3 separate regions of the Rattus norvegicus genome follow, and all the other regions are linked to region 2. The links are chromatin contacts, called in public Hi-C maps. All regions are on one chromosome and are shown on one strand. The core of a region is the stretch at or near the end of the contact, and the rest is flanking DNA. Distances in the headings are between cores, read along the strand shown.

Region 1 (3,137 bases), core at 256-2,755, 150 kb after region 2:
GCACCCATGTTAAAAGGCAGAAAGAAGGAAAGAAGGAAAGAAAGAAGGAAAGAAAGAAAGAAGGAAAGAAAGGAAGGAAGGAAAGAAGGAAGGAAGGAAGGAAGGAAGGAAGGAAGGAAGGAAGGCAGGCGGGCGGGCAGACGGACAGAAGGAAGGAAGGAAGGAAGGAAAGAAACGTGGGTTTAGTTGCATCCCAGCACCTGCAATTCCAGTGCTGGGTGTGGAAATGGGGTACCTAGGAGCTTCCTGACTGGCCACCTTAGCCAAATTGGCAAGTTTTAGGTACAGTGAGACATTATGACATTATCTTAAAAAGTAAGGTAGAGAGCAGTTGATACCTAATGTTGACTTCTTGCTTCCACATGTACACATGTTGCTTATGCTCATACCTGCATCCATGTGTGCACACAGGGGAGAGAGGGTGCATAATGGTAGGAGAGAGGGGGAGAAAAGAAGGGAATGACATAGCAAGATAGAGACAGAGAAACACAGAATTTAAAAAGAATATGAGAGGTCTCTCCAATGTAAATGACTTATTCTAATTTTCTAATAAATTACAGTCAAATCTAGACTGTTCATAGTGAAACAGTTATATCAGAATAGCAATACATAGAGAAATATAGAGACCTCAATCACCAGGATGTCTATATGTCTATATCAAATCCATATAGTAATATAAAAATCATCTGTCATTTAAGAAATATAATTGAACACTTTCTCTATAATTAAGTAAAGAACTTGCTACAAATGTCATACTAATATATTTGTATTTTACCATAACTTGTCAGCTATTATTATGGAGATGGATAAATCATATCCCTTCCTATCTTGTCCCATTTTCCAAATAAAGCTGTCTTTGTTTTATGTTATTTCCTTGAAAGCATGATAGAATGGCAAGGACCAGGCCATAATTATACACATTTTTAATAACTTTTATCCTTATTACCAGATTGACTTTCAGAAAAAAATCATTCATTTGGAGCTTACTCTTAGGGTAATTTATGCTCTCAAGAGAAAGAGCTATGTCATAGAAAATATTAAGAACATCTGTGATCAACTGCACATTCAGGAACAAGCAACACATTATAAAAAGCTTAAAGCCATGCATGATGTTTGCAAAATGTGCAGAAATCTCAGGTCGCAACCTCCCCAACACTCCTGGAATGCAATGTTTAAACTCATAGCAAACTAAGTACTCAGTACCAATCAGCTCTAGTCTCTCTGCTTATGGGAAAGTTTCCATTGACCTGCACATCCGAGTGTTTAGTTTAGAGATAATTTTCAATAAACTGTTGTCATTTGAAAAGAAACGGTCTGGACAATGTATGGTCCATTTGGAATCCTGAGAAAATAAACACCCAAGGGAATGCCTCCTTGCTTGTCTTTGAAGCCATTTCTGGAATGTACTTTCCAGATACCCCCTTTTTTTTCTTCTGAAGCAGAAGGTTTTACTTTAAAAAATAATGCTGTTTATTTCGTGTGCCTTAGGGACCCTCTTTTGAAGAACCACAGTCATGAATGGCTGTAGAGTCCTGCTTCGAAGAAACCAGTTCATCCTGCTGCTGCTGTTTCTCTTGCACTTTCAGAGTCTGGGTCTGGATGTTGATGGTCGCTCTGCTGCAGAAGTCTGTGTCACACATACCATTTCACCAGGACCTAAAGGTGAGGAAGAAACCTCAAATTTTATAAAATTTTTATAATATTGTATAAAAATAGATAGGATCTCTTTCCTCACCTCAAATCCGCCCTAACTGCTGTGTGTCCTCTCTCCCCCTCCTTCCTAGTTTCCTCTGACTTCCTGTCTATTTTGGAAATCAGTGGACTATTAGTTATTTACTATAGATTTCCTTGATGGTAGTTTAGGGAAGGTGGAAAAAGGTGAAGTCCTAGGATTTAAGTCTGATGTCAAACCCTGAGGACTCTGGGAAACTCTTCCATTGTATTTAGATGAGGTGAGGATTCTTAACCTTTTCGATTGGACTACCTTCCTTTACCCTAGAGCTACCATCCTTCCTCTCTTTCCTCACTCACACTGATTCGAAAGATAAATTTACCTAGATGGTCAAAAATAAATTTTTCTAAAGTATATGTTTTTTAATTAATGGGCTCCTAAGTTCCAGTGGGGAAGATGTTCTTAACTAAAGATCAAAAGTAGTATACAAATGAATATTTTTTATTCAAAAGTGGAATCTCTGAGGTCAATTGCCTTCAGCTGGAGAATGATAAAATATTCCTTTTTATCCCCCCAGGTAGAGTCAGGGTCTAAGGTCCAAATGCCCTTCTAGCACTGGTTGTCATTGCTATTTTTTCCCTTGGAGGTAGGTGAGCAGTCAGTTAAATAAATCTGTTTTCCTTGTGTCAGCTCTTACCCTTTTTGTTCTGAAAGTGGCCAGTGCAGTGTAGATTGGTTCTCTCCTATTAGTAATTCATGCTATGCTTCCTGAGGCTATTGGGCAAAAGAATTGTAGCTGCTTAAAGTCTCGAGTAGAAAATAAAAGATTTAAAAGAAGAAAGAAAGGAAAGCAACATGACTCGGTGCTTGTCAGTTATTTAAATTTGTATTGCTTAAAGTGCATTTTTCTTAATCATTGAATTAATTTTCTCCTGCGATTGCAATCCAGCTTCTAACCTTTGCTACCATAAAATAAATGGAGGGAGTCACAGAGAGACCTTGGGGCTTCCAAATCATTTCCTTGGTGAGTAGATGAATAATGCAAGGGCAAATGTTCAGAGAGGAAAGTTTTGGTTAGAAATAGTATTTACTTAAATCTATTACTGGACCTTTCACAGCATACAAGGAAATTGTGTTTTCCCTGTGGTATTCTGAAGACTGTATATTGAAGGCTTCCTCAATTGTGCAACTGAGAGAATCTAGCTGAGTTTTTTTTCCCTCTTGAAGAAATGCTACCATTTTCATGATGGAATAAGAAGCTCTTAATTAAATACCCTAAACATAACACATTCCCATCCAACAACTATGTCCCTGGCAATTCAACTACTAGGCATTGATTATACATTGTCAGGCCCTATTTTAGGCACAGCAGTACATGAAATAATAAATTAGTGTCATGAACAATAAAGAGATAAATTGTTTTGTGTAGATTTTCTGAGAAGGTATTGAGTTGAGGCTGGGACAT
Region 2 (2,753 bases), core at 67-2,566:
CCTCCAGAGATTCAGATCTCATTCCCATCCCCCACATGGCAGCTCACAACTGTCTGTAACTCCAGTTCTAAGGGACTCGATGCTCTCCTCTGGCCTCAGTCAGTACCAGGCACACAAGTGGTACGCAGACATACATACACGCAAACCACATATACACCTAAAATAAAGTAAAATTAGAAAATTCTTCCTACATCCATATAAGTGGATATATGTGTTACATATACATACATATCTGCATATGTACACACATAGTTGGCATATTTATGTAGTCTCCTGTCCACTTTTTTCCTGAGTGACTTTGCTATTACATATGCATGTCAGTGTGTCCCTGAGGCTAAGAGAAAGATTACATAGTTTTCCATTCTCACTATGGGAGCAGGAGGCTGAATTTCAAACACTGACTCTAGTGTACTCCAGACAGAGAAATCACTTAAAGACAGACTTCTCTGTCTGGTTTGTAACTTCATGTGTTTCATGGGCTACTGATTGGAAGGAAACAAATATTGGGCATGATAAAACTTGTATATAAACCTAAATAACAACTTCCCAAATGCTTAAGCTAAAAATAATGAGATTCCTTTATTTTCCATACAGCATTTCAAAGCAGGTTTGAAGCTTCTTTATTTATTGTTGTACTAATCTGGTTAACTATCCTCTATGACATAATTATCATTAGTGTGTTCGTATTTTTCACACTAGTGAAGTTGAGAACTAGATCAATCAAACTTTATTAAAAGAGTAAACCACACAGAAAAGTAAGAGAATATTTTCTGTAATGCCTTTTATCTAAACTCTCCATTCAAACTGTACTACAGAAGTTTCAAAAAAGTCTGGCCTCCCTTTCCAACATACAGTCTACTTTACCTGTAGTAATAAAAAAAAGTCAGGTCAAGCGAAGGTATGGTGCGCTACATAAAACATAAGTAAATAAATAAGGTAAGTATAATGGATTCAAAAACAAAGCAAAAAGTCTTAAGAGTCTTCTCCCCATGTCTCTCTCCCATCTGGAAAAACTCAGCAGGAACTTTTCATGGAAAAGCCATTTACTCTCCAGGGCAGCCTGCTGTAGCTAGAAAAAGGCTTCCCCAGCTCCCTCCTGAGACTGCCGGACTTGGTCCCCATCAAGCCGGAGGGGAGGTCCCGAGCCCAGGAGGTCAGCAGCCTCCTGCCCACGACTTACCACCAGGAGTGCACAGCACAGCCACTTGTTCATTGTGGTCCTCTGGAAACCTCAGGCGGCAGCCGCTGGGCCAGTGCTAGGTGCTTCTCTGCTGCCCAGGCGAACATGACGTTTTATATAAGGTCTGGGCAACAGGAAGTATGCCCTGCCTTTGATCTAGTAAGTCTCCCCTGGACCAACCTTGTACCTTTCCTTTTTAGGAACCCTGGGCCCTAGTGGTAGGGCTGCGGGACACTCCGGGGTTAACGCTTTGGGCGCCGGAGTGGGAGGATCCTACGCGGAGGCGTGGGGCAAGGGGAGGAGATGGCTGATTTCTGCAGGGGGAGAGGGGGAGAGGAAGAAGAAAAGAAGGAGAAAGCCCCCGCTGAGCTGTGGAACAAGGCTGCTGCTGTTCCGCCGCCTCTGAGGGTTCTGAGCCTCTTCCCGCCCGCGGCTAGCCTCAGGGCAGCTGTGACCTGCGGTAAGAGACTGGTACTGGTGAGGGAGCCTCTGGGCAGCCTCCAGGCGTTGGCTTCTCTACCCCAGGTTTCAACTTCAGCAGCATATTGCCACATGTCTCAGTCACTGTACCCTTTCTGGGAGAAGTCTGGGGTTTTCGTTTGGTCTATTGTCTGAACTCCTGCCTAAAGATTCTAAAGCTCCCAAAATAATCCTTCTTTGGTAGGGATGGCATTGTCCTCAGCACTGTTGAGAGAGTTTATAGTTAAATGTGCAAAGTGTCCTGGGCCCGTTGAAGAACGCATCTGTCCAACTCCTATTTGCCTGACGTGGTCAGGAGCTAAGGAGAAGCAGAAGAATAAATTCTTCGTACCTTCAGTAGAAAAACCTTACAAGCATCTCTTCCCTTCCCAGCATCCTCCTCCCTAAAGGGTTGTTGCTTCCTGAGAGTCCTAACCACTAAGCTTCTAGTGTAATGCCTCTTCACCTATTAAATCGCCTCTTCACTGCCCTCTGCTGTTGCCTCGTTTAAAGATTTGCATAACAAGGTTCTTGTCCTGCCTTGTCAGTCCTCTCCCTGGTGAGAAGTGATTCTTTCCAAATTGAATTCTCAAGTCAGCTGTAGGTAGTCACCCAGCTCTGCTTACAGCCCTGATTACTCCCTGCAGAACTGGATTTCTTATCAGGGGCAGGGTTAGTGAGATGTCTCCGGAGCAAATTCTTCTGTCACCTCGAGGAGATGCCACCTCATCCCAGCAGGGTGGATCTCATCCTATCCGGAGTTCAAAGTAGTTCACTCCATTACCACATCATGCAGGAGGGAAAGGTTGCATGATTCTACATTAGCCTCTTGTGCTTTAGTTTCTACTGCTGCTCCAGTATGATGCCAACACTTAAGATCCAGGTAGATCTAAATGTAAACTTTCAAGCCCTGTTAGTGGCAGAGGTATTATTTCTGTTCAGGAGTAGTCATCTGGGATATTAGCTGAAAGCATTTTTCTCAAAACGTAGCATGATGTCAGGATGCATTAGCCACAAAACCTAGAATCATTTGGAAAGAAAGCTGCAATGAGAGATTGATTACCTACATAGAATTGGCCTGGGGGTCTGTCTGTAGGGCACTGTCCTAATAAAT
Region 3 (2,897 bases), core at 79-2,578, 180 kb before region 2:
ATACATACATACATACATACATACATACATACATACATACATAACATACATAAAGTCAGCTCATGGAAGGGGTTGTGTAAGCCATGCCTCAAGGTTTGGTCACTGCTAGAGACATATTTACAAAGATTATTGCAGTTATCATTCTAAAAAATTGGAAACCTGGAGGCAAGAATGGATTGAGGGACCGTTTAGCAGAACATTGCCACTGTTAACAAGAGATGATGACACACAGGACTAAAGAAGTTTCTGTAAACATGGACAGTACATAGATCTGTGGGGTTTTTGTGTTTGTTTGTTTTGTTTTTTGTGTTTTGAGACAGGTTGCCAGCACTTGGAAATGTTGGTGATTATGTCTCTAGGCTGTTTATTAAGGTGGAGCAAGTTGGGAATGGGAGAACTGATGATTACAGAAGTATAGAGTCATTTGGTTTGTAAATTTCACGTCATAAAATTTGAAGCGTTTGTGTAAGATCACAGATCTCGGTCCCCATGCCCTTTAATAAAGAAATCTTGGCTAATGAACGTCAGCGGGGCTCTGGGTTGGGTTAGTTGCTTCTAACACGAATAAGGCTCTTCCAAGAAGTGGACTATGTGCCTGCCAATTGTGAGGTTCCACAAACCCTACCGATACGAGTGAGAAATACGGGCATCGCGAAGGAGCAAGTGCTTAGCTCTGATTTCAAGAATATGTTTAATGCAAGAACGACACTTAATTCTCATTGAATATGGAGGTGTGCCTACTATAATGAAAAAAAGACTATCATCTTCTAAATTTCAATGCTCAATGTTTTGTCATTTGGGTTCTAAGAAGCACAATCTTTTCTCTTAAGGAGAAGGAATTTTTTTTAATAGTGATCGCTGCTGAGGGACATGGCAAGTGATTCAGTTCTTGATAGCGCGTGAACCCACAGAATCAGCACTACCTCTGGGCTTGATGATAGGTTCTGCTGAGGGAACTTGGTAGCTGATGAGAATAGGAGGTTAGGAGCTAACAACCCCATTGCTTCACTGGATTTAGAATTGGAAAGCTCACCACAAACCAGAATCAGTCCTACTGATTCTGAATCTCTTCCACAAAAAAGGCATGGGGATTTTGGTGTTGAATGTGGACAAAATTTATGACCAAACTGGGTCTTTATTTCTCCAGAAAAGGTTTATGTTTTGCAAAGGAGTGCTTCAGCCACGAAGTGCGTGGGAGCCCATTCTGTAATGCCAAGGCCCTGCCAGTAGATGGCAGTCACACTACACTGCGTTTTGGCAGTAGGCACTTAACACCAAGAGTTTGTCTTTGCCAGGAATGGTCTGAGGAGTCCTTGGCAGTCAGGCTGATTTATGAGGCGGAGATTAATTCCAGGAACCCTCTACAGAAGCCTAAGAATTTGGTCTTGAAGTTGAGGATATTCTTAGCTGGAAAAAGCAACGAAGCTCGGTTAAAACAAAACACCTCCTTAAATAAGTCTGTCAAAAAGAGCTATGCCGTGAACGTCTCAAGGTCTCGGGCCTATGCTGAGCTTTGATTCACCGGCATAAGGATCAATACAATCACAGTTAAGGAGTTGGCATGCATAAACGACCGTTGGAACAGCAAGGCTGGGAAGAACTGTTGTATTTTCAGGAGGATTAACTGAGGTTGGAAGTGGGGTCCTGGGAAACGGAAGAAATTCAAAAGTGAAGTTACCAGTCTTAGAAGAGCCAAGGTTTTACTGTCTTCTACACAGACTCTATGCAATAAGAGTGTGCACAGCACAGTCGAAGCTCCTGTATCACAGCTTTTTTTTTTACGTTGTTGTCATGTGTCCCCATACCGCAACCCTGAGCCCATACCACTCAAGTCTTGCTATCACAGCTCATTTGTTGGGTCATTGTCTTATCCAACTACTTAAATTTCTGACTTTCTTCCTCTTGAAAATAATGCCGGCTTTGGGATAAGTGTATGGTCTAGATCAGTGTTTCTTTGGAGGTGGTTTGACCCTTTCACAGGGATTGCCTATGACCATTGGAAAACACAGACATTTACATTATAATTCATAACAGTAGCAAAAATTACAGTTGTGGTTGAGTGTCACCATAACCTGAGGGACCTGTATTAAAAGGTGGCATTCAGGATGTTGAGAACCATTGGAATGGAATGGAAAGTCAGCACTATTTCTCAGTGTTTTATTTATTGTTTTTTGTTTTGTTTTATCTGGGCAGGAGGTAAATTTTATCTCTATCCATGTTTGGGTTAGTCTCTTGAGACCAGCGACTGTGTGGGAACAGGACTTGGTTTAGAGGAAATAGCCACCATCCCTTGTTAAAGAAAAGTCGTATGTGTCCTAAAAATGGGATTTATGAGAATGTTGTTTTTCTCAGGGAAATACTGACACTGCGACTGTTGTGTAATAACATGATGACAGAATTATGTGCAATGCTTTGATAAAACTATAGATTAAATCATAAACTCATAAATAATAGTGTTAGGAGCATCCTGGATCCTGTGCTGGTCCCGTGTCCTGTGGAAGGTCTACTTCCTGTCTCAGGAGCTGGGGTCGATGCTCATCCATCCATATGGAGAGGAGGAAGACTTGTCCTTGGTGACCCCGACAGGAGAGAGTAGGCAGTGAGAACACTTTACCAGAGATGCAATCGGGTGTCCACAGACACAGAAAAATTTAAAAAATCTAAAGAAAATGAATAAAACTTAATCAACCTTTGAATATTTATCATGCCCAGAAATTCATCTATTGTCAATGAAAAAAAACTCATAAAACAACAACAAAACCCAAAACCTACTTTTTCTGTTCTAATTTGTGGGCCTTTATGTAGGTGAGCTTCAAATTAGCACACTTGGTTACTCATTCTATGAAGAGAGGATTGTTTGTGGATGTTAATCAAGGAAACCCCCAGCTTCAGAGCTG

What was found. A called contact is a pair of places that touch in the nucleus more often than the background predicts.
Region 1: a contact with region 2 is called in a Hi-C map of liver, with 6 times the contacts expected there. The contact joins the promoter of Colec10 here to the promoter of Tnfrsf11b in region 2. A contact is called at or near these places in 6 of 12 Hi-C or Micro-C datasets (the A7r5 cell line, Schwann cells, frontal cortex and 3 more).
Region 3: a contact with region 2 is called in a Hi-C map of Schwann cells, with 7 times the contacts expected there. The contact joins the enhancer-like site here to the promoter of Tnfrsf11b in region 2. A contact is called at or near these places in 9 of 12 Hi-C or Micro-C datasets (the A7r5 cell line, the Rat2 cell line, Schwann cells and 6 more) and 1 of 1 datasets of contacts at active chromatin or transcription factors (oligodendrocytes).

Annotation. Positions count from the first base shown.
Region 1 is chr7:87,633,181-87,636,317 of GRCr8, forward strand. Colec10 (collectin subfamily member 10) reads left to right here and starts at 1,506. Exons shown (of 6, transcript NM_001130541.1): 1 at 1,506-1,662. The coding sequence starts at 1,515.
Region 2 is chr7:87,483,008-87,485,760 of GRCr8, forward strand. Tnfrsf11b (TNF receptor superfamily member 11B) reads right to left here and starts at 1,317. Exons shown (of 5, transcript NM_012870.2): 1 at 1,181-1,317. The coding sequence starts at 1,213.
Region 3 is chr7:87,302,098-87,304,994 of GRCr8, forward strand. No RefSeq gene overlaps it. Among named protein-coding and RNA genes, the nearest start is that of Tnfrsf11b, 180 kb to the right of the region's middle. Within about 2 kb of position 1,329, at least 9 of the 93 cell types and tissues checked have an H3K27ac peak or open chromatin away from gene starts, as enhancers often do.